Regions from separate parts of the Hordeum vulgare genome. Here region 2 is linked to region 1. A link is a contact called in public Hi-C data. All regions are on one chromosome and are shown on one strand. Each heading gives the region's core, a stretch centred on a gene start, on an enhancer-like site or on the middle of the called end of the contact. The rest is flanking DNA. Distances are from core to core; before and after follow the strand shown. Region 1 holds the start of LOC123407263 (AP-1 complex subunit gamma-2-like). Region 2 holds the start of LOC123410936 (dehydrodolichyl diphosphate synthase CPT3).

Region 1 (6,836 bases), core at 4,043-6,542:
TCGAGCGCCGAAACGGGGGCAGCAAGCGGACAGAGGTACGACCGCGGAGGCGGGTGGGTTGAGATCGACAGCAGTGGTGGTCGAGGTCGGCCGCGGCGGCGAGTGGTGTGGCAGCGGCCTGGACATAGTCCAGGGTGGACGAGGGTCGACGCGATGCGCTCGAGCGCCGCAACGGGGGCAGTGAGCAGGGAGAGGTACAGTCGCGGAGGCGGGTGGGTTGAGATCGGCAGCGGTGGCGGTTGAGGTCGGCCGCGGCGACGAGTGGTGTGACGACGGCCTGGGCACAGGCCAGGGTGGCCCAGGGTTGACGGGAGGAGGTGATGCGTACGGGTATAATTTTTGCAGGGAATTGTTTTTTCCTTTTGCGTTGCAGATAAATGATGGAGCGCGGGTTGAATAACAAAAATTACATGGGCTTTTTTATAAAAATGACGTGGTGGGTTTTCCGACGAAAGCAATAGCCGCTTTATTATTAGTTTATAGAAATGTTGATATACTCCTTGTATTCTGAAAAAATAGAAACATTTGACTTTTCAAAAATTCTAATATTTATGTTTTGAAAAGGATGGGGGTATTTATAATTCTGATTTCTTATTTGCAGATTGGTCATCTCATGCGTTGTTTTCTTGTTCAACAAAAATCTGATAATTGCGTATTTTTAAAATTATGTATGGTTGTAGTTTGGATCGTGATAATGCTAAACTTTCGATGTGGAGGAGCCCCAAACCGAATGATTCGTTCGCTTCGGGAGGGAGGCTCTACCGAACCAAATTGTTCGATGCAAGGGGAGCTCCTACCTGTCGCAAGCGGCAGGAAGTCCCGAGCCGCACAGGGGGGCGCCCCCACTAGCCAGCCCACGAAAATCGCAAGCGACGACAAAGACGCACTGTAACGCAAAAACTAATTAGTCGCGGTTGGGATTCAAACCTTGAATTGAATATTACACACGACATTCTACTACCAGTTAACCTAACGGTTGTTACTGATCAACTGAAACCCAGAACCATAAAGAACAAACACGAGGAGGAGATCCGAATTATTTTAAGATCTTCATTTTTTTCTTAAACAGTGTTCTGTGAAACGAAATACTTTCCAAATTTGTGAACAAAATTTAGAAAACTGAAACATTTCAGAAAAAACAAGAACATATTTTGAATTTCTCGAACAAAATTTGAAATCTTGAACATTTTTTGAAATTTGTGAACAATGTATGAAATTGGAATATTTTTTGAAACTCCTAAGAAAATGAAAACGTGAACATTTTCTAAATTTAGGAATAAATTTTGAAATTCCCATGAAATTTGGGATATGTATAGAGATAAGATAAGTATTGTAATCATCTTCTCCAAAATGATGATTGAAACTATGTGTATGTATAAAGATAAGATAAGTATTGTAACCATCTTATCTAAAATGATGCTTCAAACTACGTGTATATATTGCAAGCTAGCCTATTTGTTGTCTTGCTCTTATATGATGTTCGATACATGGACTATGCTGCTTATATGGTGTTTGAAATTATATGTGGGTGTTAGAAATTATATATATCATATGTGTATTTTAAAAATGCAGGGTAATAACTAAAAGCAAACAAAATGGTGGCAATAGTGGCAAAGGACTTTGTCGTCGGCTATCACGCGGCAAAGGCGCCATGTGGCATCCACCTGTGCAACCTGGGGCAGCCGACTAACCCATCTGGTCACCTTGTCGTCTGCTAGAGCCCACGACAGACGGCAAAGGGTCGCGCCTCGCAGACGGCAAAGAGCCCATAAATGGCAGACGACAAAGAGCCACCACGTGGCAACAACAAAGGGCCGTCACAGGCAGACGACGTAGGCCTCATCAATGACGGATGGCAAAGGCCTCATCAATGGTAGACGACGAAATACTCCATTAGCCACTAATAGAGCAGGTGTCAGTCGTCTGTCGTCTAAATACTTTGTCGTTTGCTTGTCATGTCAGACAGATGGCGAAGCTCTTTGCCGTCCGCTGCATGTCGGCAGACGGCAAAGAAGGCCCTTTACCGACGCAAGCAGTCATAGAATTTTTTGCCTGACAGCAAATAGCTTTGCCGTCCGTGGAGTGGCCCTTTGCCGTTCGCTATGGCAAACGACAAAGAAACTGATTCCTGTAGTGCCCTATCTTTCTACGTGTCTCATCGAACCGTTTGCTTCAAAAAATATGCATTGAGTGTTAGCAATCATACAAGACTAAATGATGGTTGAGTATGTGAACTTGCTAAAATAAAAGCTCTTACAGATACTATTCTCTGAATTATGATGAATTGTGATTGTCTCGGTGACTAAGAATATAGCTTGTTGGTTGACAATAAAGTTTATGTTTCATACTTAAATACATGTGGATAGATTGTTACTTGTTTATGATAAGTTATATGATGAAAACTTTCTAATATGTTAATATCCATGATGCTCCCTTCACCGTAATTTGTTTTTATCGACACCTTTCTCTATAATTATGTGGTCATTTTTATCGAGCTCGGCTTTCGCTGGAGGACAAGCGAGGTCTAAGCTTGGGGAAGTTGATACGTCCATTTTGCATCATGATTTCTTATTGATATTTATATTGTTCTTGGTAATTATTCAACTTTACGATACAATTCTAATTCCTTTTCTCTCTTAATTTGCAATATCTACACAAAGAGGGAAATTGCGTGAAGTCGGGATTCTGGACCTGAAAGCCATGGGAAAATATGAAGAATTTCTGGACTCCAAATGACCTGAAACTTTACGAGGATTTTTTGTGGAATATATAAGAATTATTGGAGTGAATATGTACTAGAGGGGGGCCACCTGTTGGTGCAAAGCCAACAGGGCGCGCTCACCCGTAGGCGCGCCCTGATGGTTTGGGAGGCCCGCACCCAGGCTCCAGCCCCCCTCTTATGTTATATGGTGGTTTTTTACCTAGAAAAGTCAAGAGGATACTTTCGGGACGAGGCGCCGCCGTCTTGAGGTGAAAACCTGGGCAAATGCCCTTTTGCTCTCTCATAGAGTGATTTTGTCGGGGAAACTTTCCTTCGAGAGGGGAGAGTCAAAGCCATCATCATCATCAACGCTTCCTCCTTCGTGGAAGGGCCAATCTTCATACACATATTCATCGACACCATCTTGTATCAAACCCTAGTTCATATATCTTGTATGCAATCTTTGTCTCAAAACCTCATATTGGTACCTCAGGCATCTTGTAGTTGATGCTTGCTGGTTTGCTTGGGGGAAGATAATATGTTCAGATCCTTTATCATATTTGTTATACCTCTCATTGAACATGGTGATGATTTGTGATTAGTTTCTTTTGTTCTTGAGGACATTGGAGAAGTCTTGTTATAAGTATTCATGTGAAGTTGGTATAGGTTTGATATTTTCAGGATATGTATGTTGTTGTTTCCTTTAGTGGCGTCATGTGAACGCCGACTACATGACACTTCAATATATTTGGGCCGAGGGAAATGTATAGTGGAGTAATAAGTAGATGATGGGGTGCTGGAGTGACAGAAGCTTAAATCCTAGTATATGCATTATCCCGTAAGGGCTGATTTGGATCCATAAGTTTCATGCTATGGTTAGATTTATCCTAATTCTTCTTTTGTAATTGCAGATTCTTGTGAGAGGGGGTAATCATAAGTGGGTTGCTTGTTCAAGTAATAACAACACCCAAGCACCGGTCCACCCACATATCAAATTATCAAAGTAACGAACGCGAATCAACTCAACATGATGAAAATGACTATACGACAATTCCCATGTATCCTCGATAGCGCTTTACTTTATATAAGAGAACTTCCAGACTTGTCCTTTGCTATAAAAATTATTTGGTCACCTTTTTGCACACTTGCTACTATTGTTACTTGTTACTTGTTACAAATTATCCTGCTACAAAACTATATATCAATGTTACTCACAACACTTGTAGACAATTGCTTGCTGAAAATTGTTTGTCATTTCCTTATGCTCCTCGCTGGGTTCGACACTCTTACTTATGGAAAGGACTACGATTGATCCCCACTTGTGGGTCATCACCAGTTCTTGTTGCTTTTGCATGTTTTGCACAAAATCCAACGGAGTCCAAACACGACAAAAAATTATAGAGATTTATTTTGAAATATATGTGAATTTTGGAAAGAAGAATTTGAATGAGAATGTTTATATAGTCAATCATAGAAAGAGACATAAATCAATAAAATATAAAAGGAATAATAATGGAATTGTAAAGATTTTCCAATGCCCTTCTATTGTTCCTCGTAATGAACCAGATAGCGATGAGGAGCTTCTTATCCAATCAATGTCCTCAATATAAAATGGGACATATACACATTGTTGTTGTTGTTGTAACATTTTAGTGTATTGCACAAACACATTTTGTAAGAGTGTCTTGTGGAGTGCAATTACATGACACATTAGTGACCTTGCTTTATTTTAGGTGCACTAACAAGAAGAAGACCGTTAATCTGACAAGTCGTGGATCATTTCTAGTGAGTTGAAGGATTCATTCATGTGTGAGATACCTATGATAGTGACGTCGATATGTTACTGGTGTCGCAATGTATTGAGATGGATAGGTTGCATGTTAAGATAAATATGACAGTAACCTATTCATGTCATGTGGTCTACATCCGGCATAACATTATTTTTGCAAGAGTTCATAATCACATTTTTTTAAATGACGTTGTGATAAATTTAAGTCGACTAGGATTTCTTTAATTGAGAAATGCAAATTGTACTCTTTATAATAAACAAAAGTCACACCTTATCGACTCATTTGTGACAGAAGAAAACTTTTGTGGACACATGGATGAACCCAAAATGTTAGAGAAAGCATGCATGGAGTACTTTGTAAATAGTAAGCTAAGATGGATTAGCAATACACGTGCCAATTATACATGCACACCTTTGTCTATCTTTCACATGAAGATGAAAATATTTATATCCCTTCGAAGAATGTAACTACATGTTTGAAAGTGCGTGCTTAAGTTACATTATATGAATGGAACTCTCATCCCTTTTTCGATTACACATGTACATTTTCACATTAGTTGTACTTGAGAATAACCCGATTGCATACTATCTTTTTCAAGTAGAAAAATTTGAATTTATACTACGTCTCATGTCTCAAAAAAGAGTAATATACTATATCCACGAATATGCGCTTTGTGTGACTGCATAAACCAAGCAAGTGGGTAGTAGTATTTGTTAGTGAATGAATAAACAAATCAACCGTGATGCCGAGCACTAACACGCTAGGAATTTAGTGGCGAGTGAGATCAGCACGGCGAGATTAGACCCCAAATGCCCAACTATTCCTTACATGGACTAAAATAACAAAACCAGGGGGCCTCTTCGCAATTCGCACCACCACCGCCCACGTCCAGATCCACCCGGCCGTCGCCGTGGTCTTCCTCCTCCGCCCCGCCCCCCGACGGCGAGACCCCCCTTCCCATCGGACTCCGTCGAGAAGATCGTCGAGGACGCCGCCATGGACCTCTCCCTCAACCCCTTCTCCTCCGGCACGCGCCTCCGGTGAGCCTCCTCGATCGCGCCCGCCCGCCCAGCGGCCCCGCTCAGATCCGTCCCGTCGTGTAACCTCGCCCCGTGGCGTCTCCGCAGGGACATGATACGCGCGATACGCGCCTCCAAGACGGCCGCCGAGGAGCGCGCGGTGGTGCGGCGGGAGTGCGCGGCCATCAGGGCCGCCATCAGCGAGAACGACCAGGACTACCGGCACCGCAACATGGCCAAGCTCATGTTCATCCACATGCTCGGCTACCCCACGCATTTCGGCCAGATGGAGTGCCTCAAGCTCATCGCCTCCTCGGGCTTCCCCGAGAAGCGCATCGGCTACCTCGGCCTCACGCTGCTGCTCGACGAGCGGCAGGAGGTCCTCATGCTCGTCACCAACTCCCTCAAGCAGTATCCGACTCGCTCGCCTAATGCTTATGCCTACTTACATTTGCCGCCGCTTGTTCGTCGCTATTTGTTTTACAATGCCATGCTCATCTTTGAGTAATTGCTAGTCCTTAACGTGGGCAGAGATCTTAACCACTCCAACCAGTTCATCGTGGGCCTTGCGCTCTGCGCCCTGGGGAACATTTGCTCCGCTGAAATGGCGCGCGACCTGGCGCCCGAGGTGGAGAGGCTGTTGCAAACTAGGGACCCAAACACGAAGAAGAAGGTGCTCATTTTTTTTCATCATGATACCTTAGTCCCTTCGGAAACTGTTTTGAGCACCATAGCAGTATTCTGATACTACATATGAAAGAGTTATTATTTGGATGCTTCAAACCTGCAATGACCCTTCCATCGTTTGCCCTAGCATAAGAACTGCAAAAGCCTACATGTTAGTGTGCCTATATGCTATAGGTGGTTTAGCATCAGTAAATTTTCACTCAAACACCAACTCGTTACTTCTCGGATCTTCTAATCGATGCATTTCGAAGCTTACATTCTGTGCATTTCTTATCCTGTTGTTTTCCTTCTGCATAGGTGTTGTTCGTTTGGTTAGCCTTAGACTATGTTTTGTGGAGAACTATTATTGATTGTATATAGCTCCTGTTTGTAGGCTGCCTTGTGCTCTATACGGATTGTAAGAAAAGTTCCAGATTTGGCAGAGAACTTCATGGGTTCTGCTGCATCATTACTCAAGGAAAAACACCATGGGGTTCTGATTTCGGTTGTCCAGCTCTGTACAGAGCTCTGTAAATCAAGCAGAGAAGCATTGGAGTACTTGAGAAAGGTAACAGTGCTATTTTATGGACCATTAGCGGAAACCATTAGCATCAGTCCCAGCCCCTGCTCTTTCAGATCGTTCATTCGGTGATGCATTGA
Region 2 (6,816 bases), core at 479-2,978, 180 kb after region 1:
AAGAACGCGAAGTTGCAGCTATGGCAAACTTGTAATCTAAACAAAAACCAAGTCTAAAAGGCGCCCTAAGGGTTGTATATATGAGGGAATAGAGGAGGAATTTCGTGACCCCTTGGAGGAGGGGTCCCAAACTGACCCTAACTCAGTTTCCCCACACATACGGACTCTAAAAATAGCCTATAATATGATATTTCAAAATTACATGGGCCTGGCCCAAAAATAAGGTGGTGCAACACGTATAATAGCCTATGGATGAAATTTATAAAGTGACGTCTTGAATATTCCGTCCAAGCCTTCATGTTCTCCTTATGGTGGCTTCAAAGTGCGAAAATCACCAGTGAAAATTTCATTGTTCTTCCCCGCGCGTGCACCTTCTTTTTCATGCTTGATCCCGCTCCAATAGACATCCTTCTTGTTCATGCTAGGTCCTTCATTCATAAGTACAACAAAAGTATCTAACTTAGGCAACATCATATGTTCATGAACATTAGAAAGATTTCCAAGAAACGAAAATACCTGGTAATTCAATTGGCGTGCGCGAGCTCTAATAACCGGTCGAGTATGTATAGCAACTCGAGTTGTGGGTGTAACAATGGTATTAATGTCCTCATCAAAGACCGTCGTCGGAGTTGAGAAATCGAAGGACAACAGTGTGCCCAATACCCCGCGCGTGTTACTGCCCTGCTCACATTTGCAACCCATGGGAACATCTGCCATTGTTGTAACATAGGAGAGTTGCACAACGCTGACCACCCTCTACCGTGAGTTGTGACCTGTGAGGTTAGCGTCGTTGCCCCGTAGTGCCGCTCAAGGACGTGCCCCTGTTGCAAACGGAGAGGCCGCAACACTCTTGAAGTGGCAAAGTGGCACCGTTGCTCGGATGCAGCGCTCGTGGCGGCTATCGGAGTTCCGTTGGAGCTCTCTCCTAGCTGCAATGGAGCACTCGACGGCGGCTCTCGAAGATGCATTGCAGCTCTCGACGTGCTGCAATGAAACGCTCGCCAACGGCTCTCGGAGCCGTGTTGTGACAGATCGCTGGTCGACGTTGCCGGAGATGCAATGCAGCGTTTGCTGGCAATTGTTGGTGCTGAAACGCTGCGGTCGTTGGCGCTAGCAGTTCTATAGGGGAGGAACTGGTGCTTCGACGCAACTTTGTCGGCGAGCGTTGGTGTTGCCACGCAGTGCTGCCGGAGCTGCGATGAAGCGCTCACGATGATGCAGAGAAGGCTGATGGCTCAAGCTCGATCAGCGCTTGCCGACGGCTTCGGACTATGGTGTTGTAATACAGTCCCGTCGATGATTGTACGAGGGGAAACGACGGTGTGAGAGGTAAAGCTAGCGACCAACATCGTCGACAAGTACGACCCCTGCAGCGGCTGTGAGGCAGACGACGACCCAGAGGACGGAAGAAAGCAACAAATGTGTACGCGATGGGAGAGAACAACCCAGCGTTGCGTTGATCGATTCACCTGTTACGCGCGACGGATCCAATGGCTCTTGACCCGACTGGTTTTCTATGGAAATCAACCGGATGACACCTAGCGGTGACCCACTTAAAAACTAACGATTCAGTGGCTTAAGTTCTTTTAAACAAGCGAATCATAAAAGTGACATGTATTAGTATTACAAACTTTCCAAAAGCAACAAGTGACGAATAATCGAATTCCCCTGATTTTTGATGCCCACCCAATCGAGAAAAACGGACGGCTGGCTGCGAAAGGCCCAAGTCGCCGTCGGCCAGGACACGCACGGCAGGTAGGCAACGGAAGGAATCTTCGCGAGCTCTCCTTTTCCCTCCGTGGCGCGCCGCCGGCCTCCCGTCCCCCTCCCCCGCCGTCGCGCTCGTACGGGCGAGATCCGCACGGCCACAACTGCCAACTCCCACCCGCTCGCTGTCCTGCCCGTCCCAATCCGCCACGAGATCGGCCGGCGCCTCTTCTTCTCCTCTTGCCCACCTCAGCCACTCGCTTCTCGAGCTCGAGCTCGCATCTCTGCTCCGGAGCCCCGGTAGCGCCGCTCCTCCTCCGCTCCCCGACCGTCATCCCGCAGGTAAGCCGAGGCTAATCTTTCTCTGTTGTGTGATCACTCCATGGGTGTGCCGCGAGCTGCCGCTTGCCCGCAACGTGTTCGACGGAATTGCCGTGAGGTTGAGGTGTATGTAGTATGCGCCTGTGCTTTGCTTTCTTAAGCTGCTGCTGGCTACCCTATCCTGATTGTTGCCGGTTCTGCTTAGAAGTCATCCGATCGGAATTACTTGTATCTGAGCAGCAGTTTTGAAGAAGCTTCTGTCTGATAGGAATTTGACCATGTGGGTAAAAAAAAATGCATGCTTTGTGCTACATGCATATGCTTGTTTAAGGAAAGGAAATCTGCTTGTTCAGGAAGTTGTTGACATGTTGTCGTCTGGATAGGTGCCCTGTTGCTTCTACTCTCGAACCCAGTGAACCTCGTCGTCGTGTCGCTTTAGCCGATCTTTTGAGCAGCTGAAATCTGGTGCTGCAAGTCCGGAGTCGTCTTTCTGTCCCAAGTTCCATTTTGTCTATAGGATCTATTTGATAGTACAAGAAGGATCACGTCTCTTTTGTATGTGTGTTCGTACAGTCCTGGGGAAGCATAAGCAATGAACTGTTGCCTTGACATCTGCTTTTCTTCGCAGTGCCGCTTAATCCTGTAATACTGATAATATACATCTCACACCCATTTTCTGATGGTGATCGTTCGCTTGTTGACCTTTCCCATGCAAGGAAGTCTGAAACCTATGTTCTTTTTCCTGTTTGCAGGTTTGAGACCGGTGCATTGCTTGGTTGACCCCTACTTGTGGAAATGCTTGATTCACTTATTAGTCATGTAATAAGATTCTCAAACAGCTCTGACTCATTTTCTGCTGCGCTGTCATCTTACTTTATCTGACACGTAGTACAATCACTGATGTGCCATATTTATCTTGTTGGTCCAGGACCCGAAGGTGTTGAATGAGAAGAAGCCTGATGAGATAATTGCGACTGGTGTTGTTGAAAGTCTGAAGAATTTTCTACGTAAGTGCATCATAGCTGTCCTCTCATATGGCCCAATGCCTAAACACATCGCGTTTATTATGGACGGGAACCGCAGATATGCTAAATCCAGAAGTATCAAGCAAGGCACGGGTCATAGTGTAGGCTTCTCTGCTCTAATGGCAAGTCTTATCTACTGTTATGAAATGGGTGTCAAGTACATCACGGTGTACGCGTTCAGCATCGACAACTTTAAACGCGACCCTAGTGAGGTGCAGACCCTGATGGAGTTAATGGAGGAAAAGATCAACGAGCTGTTGGAAAACAAGAATGTCATCAACAAGGTCAACTGCAAGATCAACTTCTGGGGGAACCTGGACATGCTTCCCGAACCAGTGCGGCTAGCAGCTCATAAGCTGATGGCGAGCACCGCCGAGAATACAGGATTGGTCTTCTCAGTCTGCATGCCATACAATTCGACTTCTGAGATCGCCAACGCCGTCACCGAGCTCTGCAAAGAACGGAGGGGTACGATGCAGGGGCAGCAGCATGCAGGCGGCTGCAATGGACGAGCCGCGAACGGCGGCGCACGTTCGGATATCTCGGTGGCCGACCTGGATCGCCATATGTACACCGCCGGCTGCCCGGACCCGGACATTGTGATCCGAACCTCGGGCGAGACCCGGCTGAGCAACTTCCTCCTGTGGCAGACAACATTTAGCCATCTGCAGAGCCCAGACCCCCTCTGGCCTGAGTTCTCCTGGAGGCACCTCGTCTGGGCGATACTGCAGTACCAGAGAGCCTACCCGTACATCGAGCAGAACAAAGCTCTGGTTAAGAAGCAGCTGTGAACTAGGGGGTCTCGTCCCCTTCCTAAGGAGATATATGCATATGGTAATCAAGAACATACAATAATAACAGAACAGGCGGCTGGCAGAGAAGCATCCGTCTGTGAATAAGGGATCTGATCTCCTCTTGGAGGAGATAAGCAGATACCAAGAAAAGATAGTTACAGCAACCTGTTGAAAGTTGGCCCTTACTGTTTTTAGTGTATGAGAGGGGTGTAATTATGGGAACCATGTGTATTATGTTGTACAATTCTTTGTTTTGGCTGTTGCGTTAAACGTTGGCTTGCCACTTAGCCTGAACACGGAGCCAAATCAAGAAAATTGTAAAGTGTTGCAATATATAATATAATCAGTACTCCAAGGCATATATAATTTACATTTGCCTCGTTTTCATAGCTACAAGAAGCTTGTTGTTAGGGACTCTGCTGTTGATGCTATATACTCAGAATTTTGGGACGGAGGTAAGCTTATGATTCCTAGGTTGCTTCGGTTTGAGAATGATATTGATGTTGGGGAAGAGGTTGTTCTCATGACTACCCCTTGCATCCATCTATGGTTTCTTAGGCTTAATCTGTAGGTTACTGCCATTCAACCAAAATGCTATGGCAACTAGTGAAATTCCCCATCAAATGTCTTGGACAATGAGGCCTGCTTTGTTGTATCTCTAACCAGTTTATGCAATTATTTTTGCTCTCATCTCATTTTAGTAGTTCACTGTACTGAAATTGCTGCCTTGCTAACCTCATCAATCTGCCGTTTTGTTTGTATTAAGATAAAGACTGAAGGGAGCGTTTACCAGTCCCGATGTGTCGTTTTACCACTTAAATTGCATTCTTCCAACTGTATAGAATGTGATTTATTGTCTGCGCGAAATGGAACAAAGGTCACGCAGAATTCGTACAGTCAGACCCCTCCGCACATGACCGGGGCACGCAATCAACAGTGTTTCTTCGGTCTCAAACCCTGAATCCTAAATTCCTTTGCTTGATGCTATTGCCAGCCTACCTAGAGGCAATGCAGTTTTGCAATGCAAAGAATAAGGTGGACAGCCACATACTACTAGAATCAGACCAATCCAGTGTTTTATTTTTCAAATCAGACCAGGCCATGGGGGTAGAAATAGTTGCAGCAGTTAGTTAGAAGCTCGAGCCTTCAGCTCAAAAAGAAAGAAAAAACTCAAGCATTTGACACACATATATCCACATCATCAACTAGTTCAGAATCGAAATTAATTAACACACAACCACGCGTGCACATGGCGAGGTAGTGTGCATATTCTACTCTCTTCTCATACCATAAAGGAGAGTAAAATAGCTCTCTGCACTAGCACTATGGGATTAAACTATGTACATATGGGTCAGAGAGCCATAAATCTAACCTCTAGATTTCCTATAACAATCATCCTGGGACGCGTGATTGCAAGCCATAATATGTACCCAGCAATTCTACAAGTTTACAGAATATTGGCATTTCTGTAGAAATGTAGAACTCGACTCCCCAACTGAATTATGACGTCATGCAGGTCTAATTAACATGGAACACAAGTACACAACCAAAATTAAAATAAACCATCTCAGCTGAAGTTTCACTTAACTAACATCAAACAGGTTTCATAACTGGAAAGGGGCTAAATTCAGATTACATTGAAGCTATTTCCACAAAACAGACTTTATATGGCTTGCATAATAGCTGCAAGCTTCCATTCCCATGACAAACAGGGAAGATGTGCCAACCAGCTGCTGCAATTCCATTTCAGCAGGATGAGTGGATGATGCTCTCATGCTCCAAATTAAGTTACTTCTAGCAACTTGACCTGAAATTCAAAGCTCTTGATTTATTGGTGACCTTCCAGAGCACATATGGTGATTCTTTTATAGGGCATGCATGAAAGTGTAGAAACTAATATGCATTGCTGACCCTAAAGTCACTTGATGAGAAATGCATCGTTTATTTCACAAGATACACGGAAATTACAAGCATGCTTGACAATTTGATCATGATTCATGCATTCCAAAGTAATCTAATACTCGAGCATTCTGCAAATTGTCCAGTAAAGAACAATGACGTAAATTAAGTTTGTCATTTTTACTGAGATATGAAGAACATATAGTGAAGCATACAAAAGGGTGCAGATTATGACTCAATTCTAAGCCTTGATATATATACACAAAGAATTCAGCTGCTAACTTCAGACTACATAGTGAAGTTTCAAGTTTCAAAATAAATAGCAAACAAGCAAGAAAATACAGTTATTTGGAACCATGGTACCATTTCAAGAAGTAGTAAGTTAACTTCCATCGTATGTTTGTAACATCTGAGAAAAATAAATCATGAAATAAACAATCAAGTAGTCCCTTCTTAAGCTTTCGATCAAATATATCAACAGCATAATAATCAAGATATATTAAGACTTGATCCAATCATATGGGCAAAAAAGAGTACAAGACACAATTAAATCAACAGCTTCAGAAAACAAATCAACTTCTACTTCTACACGGTGGTGATTTCGAAAAAAATAATTTCGAAAACAGGATACATTCATTTAAGTGAACAAGTCATAATTAAAGCATCAGATTTTAGAATATTGAGACCTCTAGGAAAATAATCTGTGAAACTGCATGGTGACAAGGAAGCTGGAGTGCCCACTAACAAAATTACATGCATTATACAACTACCTATAATACTAACAAGTCCATGAAGCTCTATGCAATTTTCAGAAACAAGTCATAATTAAAGCATCAGTCGTGAGGGAAGCGAAGCGGTATGCGGGGGGGGGGGGGGGGGGGGTCTGCTGTGGCGGCAGCAAAGGCGACTGCCGTTCCGGTGGATGCAGATCTTGGCGAGAAGGGCGGGGGGTCTAACGCCGATCATGAGTGCGGAGGTGAGATCAGCACCTCCCTCCCCGACGACGGGAAGACTTTCGCGGAGCCCCGGCAGCCGTCGCGTGAGACCAAGGTAAGTTCTGGACTTCCTTC

The links. A called contact is a pair of places that touch in the nucleus more often than the background predicts.
Region 2: a Hi-C map of leaf shows a contact between it and region 1, with 4 times the contacts expected there. The contact joins the promoter of LOC123410936 here to the promoter of LOC123407263 in region 1. A contact is called at or near these places in 3 of 6 Hi-C or Micro-C datasets (leaf and seedling).

Annotation. Positions count from the first base shown.
Region 1 is chr7H:48,859,410-48,866,245 of MorexV3_pseudomolecules_assembly, forward strand. It overlaps LOC123407263 (AP-1 complex subunit gamma-2-like), which reads left to right and starts at 5,293. Exons shown (of 19, transcript XM_045100364.1): 1 at 5,293-5,531; 2 at 5,619-5,921; 3 at 6,042-6,183; 4 at 6,571-6,744. The coding sequence starts at 5,488.
Region 2 is chr7H:49,044,705-49,051,520 of MorexV3_pseudomolecules_assembly, forward strand. LOC123410936 (dehydrodolichyl diphosphate synthase CPT3) reads left to right here and starts at 1,729. Exons shown (of 3, transcript XM_045103859.1): 1 at 1,729-2,049; 2 at 2,781-2,847; 3 at 2,957-4,217. The coding sequence starts at 2,824. The coding sequence ends at 3,844. It overlaps LOC123412124, which reads right to left. Exons shown (of 2, transcript XM_045105070.1): 2 at 5,383-5,654.